Linked DNA regions of Sus scrofa: region 2 is linked to region 1. The links are chromatin contacts, called in public Hi-C maps. All regions are on one chromosome and are shown on one strand. The core of a region is the stretch at or near the end of the contact, and the rest is flanking DNA. Distances in the headings are between cores, read along the strand shown.

The links. Hi-C and Micro-C count contacts between places; a contact is called where the count stands out from the background.
Region 2: a Hi-C map of liver shows a contact between it and region 1, with 15 times the contacts expected there. A contact is called at or near these places in 2 of 47 Hi-C or Micro-C datasets (heart right ventricle and liver) and 1 of 2 datasets of targeted methods (skeletal muscle).

Annotation. Positions count from the first base shown.
Region 1 is chr4:118,393,836-118,397,060 of Sscrofa11.1, forward strand. The region is part of intron 3 of PALMD (palmdelphin); the gene reads right to left. LOC110260438 (a long non-coding RNA gene) reads right to left here. Exons shown (of 2, transcript XR_002343735.1): 2 at 1-3,225. Among named protein-coding and RNA genes, the nearest start is that of PALMD, 32 kb to the right of the region's middle.
Region 2 is chr4:118,495,476-118,498,363 of Sscrofa11.1, forward strand. No RefSeq gene overlaps it. Among named protein-coding and RNA genes, the nearest start is that of PALMD, 69 kb to the left of the region's middle.

The sequences.
Region 1 (3,225 bases), core at 611-3,110:
TTTGAATTAATGAAAGAATATGCTAGTCTGCTTTGTCAACCTGCTTATTTTCCCCCAAATCCATCCCTCCTGTTCTTTTTAATAGTAGAACTCCCTGAGTTTTATGTGTCTCCCTGCGGTCCTGCTACAGACTACATTTCCCAGTCTCCTTTGCTTTTAAATAATATCAGGTGACTAAATTCTGGCCAATAGGATATTAGCAGGAGTGACCTCAGCAATTTTCATATCATAGCCTAAAAATCGAGCTGTTTGACCTTCATTTATCTTCCTCTTCCTAAGCTGAAATGCAGACCTGGTGATGGGAGTTGCCTTTGACCTTACAACCAAGGGCATTCCTTAGGGGTGGCAAAGCAACCAGACAGAAAGAAACAGGGTCTCTTATCATATCATGTAACATTCCTGCTCCCCTCCCTTGAATTTCTCCCAGCTAGGATTGCTCTGAGTAGGAGGAAAATGAACCTTTCTAATCTTGTTGAAGCTACTGTTCTAGAATCTTTTAAAGCAACAAAGCCAGTATACTACTTATTGTATAGTCCTATGGTGGATATACCTTGGTGTGACAAATTTTAGGAATTTTTTTCATATTTTTTTTTTTGTTGGTTTGCAGGATGAATCATTAGTATCATGCATTTCAGATAGTTCAACAGTAAAAATAGAAAAAAAAAGTTTTTGCTCCTAGTAGTTAAAGAATTTGCATGCTTTTTCTAAATGATATCAAATCCACCATGGTTTGTGTTGACATTATTAAGTTAGTTAATATTGAATGGATAAGGTTTGCAATGAAAAAAGGAAGGCTTATTTTATTTTATTATTTTTTTAATTTTATTTTTAAAATTAATTTTTTTTTTTTTTGGCTTTTTAGGGCCACACCTAGGGCATATGGAGGTTCCCAGGCTAGGGGTTGATTCGGAGCTATAGCTTTGCCGGCCTACACCACAGCCACAGCAACCAGGATCTGAGCCGTATCTGTGACCTACACCATAGCTCATGGCAGCGCCGGATCCTTAACCCACTGAGCAAAGCCAGGGCTCAAACCCACATCCTCACAGATACCAGTCAGATTTGTTTCTGCTGCACCACTATGGGAACTCCCTTATTTTATTATTTTTAAATCATAATTTATCTAAGAGAGTAGCTCTAAAATTGCAGCAGATACTGTTGAGTACACATATGGGTATGTTATTACTAATGGGTCAGAGGTTACAGATATTTTTATCTCTATAGATAATTTGGCCAATGGGAATGTCAAACTCTGTTTTCCCAATAAAACTGAGAGTATGTAATCTAGTAGAAGGTGGGCTTTGTTTTATTTTTAAAGTTGGGGTCCAATAAATTGCACTAGACATTTAACAGACTTTAATTAAGCACCTACTACATGTCAGGCACACTTTATTCACCAAACTGAAATAAAACTATATCAAAAAATTGGAATGGATTAGCAATGAGATCCTGCTGTGTAGCACTGAGAACTATGTCTAGTCACTTATGGTGGAGCATGATAATGGGAGAAAAAAGAACGTATACATGTGTGTGTAACTGGGTCACCATGCTGTACAGTGGGAAAAAAAATTTTATTGGGGGAATAACAGTAAAAAATTTTTAGAAAGAAAATAAAAGATGAAGAATACTTCTATGCATGAATATAGGACAAGAATTGCCCTATAGTTGGCCCTTGCCAAAGAGCATGCTTGTAATGAGAAAGATCTAACCCACCAGTGCAAACAATCACATGCCATGGGTAAGCCCGCCAGAGAAATAAAGGGCATTTGGCATGGAGCAAATGCTAAGTTTGCCTGAGCCAGATCTACTGCCTCTAATCCTGAGCAGTGAAGAACAGGACGAGCACTACAGCACAGCAGCTTCAAGATAACTAGCAAAGAGCTGGTCCGACAGTGACATTGAAACAAGTGTCAGTTTGCTCTGATAATTGGGAACAGCAGATGTTTAGAAAAGCTGAATAATTTATGGTTATATGTGAATAGCTCTTGCATGGGTGAATCTCATCTCCTAACATAACTCTGTAAATATTAACAGTTATCTGATACTATCTTGATCTGAAACTGCCTGGTACACAGGTAATGTCAGAAGAGCATGATTTAGTAGAAAAGCCAGTCCTCTTAATCAGAATAATATTTTGTAAATTAAGGGTTGCATTTGCCATTAAAAACAAGAAGCCGAACCGGTTTTCAGAGAATCAGTCACTTTTATGTGCAAGTTGCAAAGGTAGTTTTCAAGTGAATGCAAATAAACGCGTGCCCTGGAGGTTGGTGTGGTGTGGTGAATTGGTTAGTTATGGGCTTCCCAAATATTCTGCCAGGACAGAAGCAGGGTGTGTGGTTTTAATTAGGGCCTGGAGAGAACCTTGCAGGACATGCCAAACACTTATTAAGAGCTAAATAATTGTAGTAGTACTTCAAATTGACCTCTACATAAGTGACATGAGTTTCCCAAGTGACCTTCAAATACTGTTGTAGATGGCAGGTTAACTGCTGATGTGCTTATCCAAGATTTTGGAAAAGCTTTTTTTCTTAAAAAAAAAAAAAAGTTGTAGGGGAAAATTATTTTTAGCGAAGGTACTACTTGTAACCATATTATGAGATGACAAAACATATTCAGTGATGTATACAGCCGTTGACTCTCTCCACCCAGAAATAATTACTGGCTTTGTGCCTTGTAACCCTTAACATTTATCTCTAACAGTATTATAGAGCACCCACTATATTTTCTGCTTTCTATCCACTTCATTTTTACTTTGCTTCTAGTGTTAATTGTTCATATTTGATATGAAGAACAGGACTCTTATTATTTGAAGACCAAAAATATAAATTCCGACCTCAGTATAACTAGAATAACCAATAAAGACCAGTTAGCCGTCATTGGTCTAAATGACCTGAGCGACCTTTGCTTTATGGCAGAGCAAGGGATGGTGTGGAAGTTTCCTGTGCTGTAGATTTCGTCTCTGGGGACTCGCCTGGGGAGGGCGGAAGCCTGGTCCCTATGGCAGACCCTTCCTTTCACACAGCGAGTCTCTGCTTTTAAACATTCTTTCTTCACGACCACCATCTAAAGGATGGGTCCCTGAAACTAATGTTCCTTCCATGTTCTGGCTTGTTCATTTGCTCCTTTGCTCCTCCTTTACTCATGTCAGCACAGCCAGAAATCTGTGACATCCCTGTTCGTGGCCTAAAATCTGTGTTTCAAGTTGTTTTGCATGAGATAATCCAC
Region 2 (2,888 bases), core at 111-2,610, 100 kb after region 1:
CCTCCTTCTTAGAAACCAAAGCACTTTACCATATATTGCCCATGGCACTCAGTTATAATGATTATTTTCTGAGGAAAACAGTAGGGGTTTCAGGAGTTTTAAAAACTCGTGTCTTTAGTTGGCACTCTTCTCTTTTCCTCAATCCAACTTCAGTGTTAATGAGCATTATTATGCGTTTAGGCACTGTGCTGGTCCCTGGGCATGAAAAGATAATTAATAAATGAATGCTTCAAGAATGCTTCAGATAAAGGATGGGGTTTGGATAGGTGGATGGGTGGGGTTTGGCTAGAAATAGATGATGGCATGTAAGCTTTACTAAAGGGAAAATATTTGGCAGGAAATGAAGAGAGAAAAACATTGTAGATAGAGCCATGGCTTCTTCAGAAAATAGTGAGTAATGTGGTGGGATTTGAATATATGATTGGAAAAGAATCTAGTGAGGAAGATAGTAAATATAATTATAGCTGTTATTTATTGAGCACTTTTTTTTTTTGTACATAAACTAGTTTAAAGTCAGAATGTGAGACCTTAAATGTTATGGTAAGAGATTTACTTTATTCTTAGAACAAGTAGAGAATGACTCCCTGTGAATTCACAATTCTGTAGTAATCTAATCATGGCTATAATCATTGAGCTTTTATTTTGTGTCAGGCATTGGCCTAAGTACATTAAACATTATCTCATTTATTAGGTCAGAGTCTATTATATTAGTATAACAAGATGTGATAAAGGCCTTGATTAGATTTATACTGATCAGGAGAGAAAGGGCAAGCGTTTAACCAGTGGCAGGGAAAATATTTCTAGACCTTAGTGATTCATTCATTCACGCTTATTGATTCATTCGTTCATTCGGAAAACATTTATTAAAACACTTACTCTTTCTCAGGCTCTGGGCCAAGTGTCAGAAGCCAGGTATATGTGGTGAGAGCTTACTGTGTGCCAAACACTGTTCCAAGAACTTTGCAGGTAGGTGTCTTACTATTATCATTCCTGCAGTCGAGGAAATACAGGTACAGAAAAGTCAAATTGGTCAGGTCCAGTCAGCCACCATGTAGGATCTGACCTCCATGGCCTGGCTGGAGAGCTGTCATCCTTTTGACACTCTATGTCTCACAGTTAGATAAGACCTCAGACCTCAAACGTGTCGTTTTTAAGTTGGGGAGAAGGACATGGAAGACATAACTAAAATGCCCCAGGTGTATGTTCCAGTACACACAGTGCCATGTGTTATTTCCAGCTTGGGGCCCTTATGAACAAAACTGCAACAGACATTCATGCACAGGATTAATGTGAATGTGAGTCTTCATTGCTCTGAGATCAATGCCTAAGAGCATAGTAGCCAAGTGTGAGTGATCTGGTTTCTCTGTATCCCGGCCAGAGTTTGGGACTGTCACAATTTGTTTGTTGTAGTCATTCTGGTAGGTGTGCAGTTGTATGCCCTTGTGATTCTCATTTGCACTTCTTTAGTGGCCAGTAATGTCAAACATCTTTTGTGTGCTTATTTGCCATCCTTATATCATCTTCCATGAAATGTCTCTTCAGGTTTTTTTGCCTATGTATTACCTAGATTTTTTTTTTTTCCCCTGTTGAGTTTTGAGAATTCTTCACATTTCCAGTCACTAGACACCAGTCCTTTGTCGGTTATGTTTGGTTTGCAAATATTTTCTCTTGGTCTGTAGCTTGTCATAAACAAGGTCTTTAGCATAGCACAAGTTTTAATTTTAATAAAGTCCAATTTACCAATTTTTCATTTGTTATCAAGTCTAACAACTCTGCCTAGTTTTAGGTTCTCAAGATTTTCTCATATGTGCTCTTCTAAAAGTTTTATGGTTTAATGTTTTCCATTTGTCAATATTTACTTTTGTGTATGTGTGTGTGTGTTTTTTGTAAAAGAGAAGGTTTAGGTCAAGTTACTTTCTCCTCTTCCTTTTCTCCTTTTCTCCTTCTCTCTCTCTTTCCCCCTTCTTCTCCTGTCTTCTTCTTCTCTTTTTTTTGCCCGTGGTTGTTCAATTGCTTCAGCATGTGTTGTCCAAAAGGCCTACTGTACAGCATAGGGAAATGTGTGTGATTAGGTTAGTTTGTACAATAGAACTTGATGAAGCATTGTAAATCAACTATACTTTAATAATAATAATAAAAATTAAAAAAGAATTTACTTAAAAAAAAAAAAAGGCAGTCTTTCCTCCATTGAATTGTTTTTGTGCCCTTGTCAGTAATCAGTTGGGCCTGTTTGTGGGTATCTATTTTGGGGCTTTCTATTCTGTTTCATTGATCTGTGTGCTTATTCCTGCAATAATACCATGCAGCCTCGATTACTGTAGCTATAATCTAATTCTTAAGTTGAGGTAGACTGATTCTTCCCACTTCATTTTTAAAAAAAGTTATTTTTAACTATTCAAGTTTCTTTGCCTTTCCACATACATTTGAGAACAGTCTCATTTATGTCTATAAGAAATCTTGCTGAATTTTGATAAGAATTATGTTAAACCTTGCATGTCAATTTGGGGAGAACTGACATCAACTTATGCTTAGTCTTCCAATCTATGAATGTGGTATATCTTGCCATTTATTAGATCTTCTTTGCTTTCTTTCATAAGTGTTTTGTAATTTTCAGCATCTAAGTCCTATGCCTGTTTCTGTTAGATTTACATCTAAGTGATTCATTTGGGGGAACAGTTATAACTGGTATTGCATTTTAAATTTCAGTGTCTATGTGTTCACATAGAAATATAATGGATTTTTGTATGTTTATGTTGTATCTTGTGAACTTGCTCACCTCATTTACTAGTAGTAATATGTTCTAGAAGTTCTTTTGGAGGTTCTTTAAATTTTTTTTCATGGGCAATCATGTCATATGAAAATACATGCAGGTTAATTTTTTCCTTTAA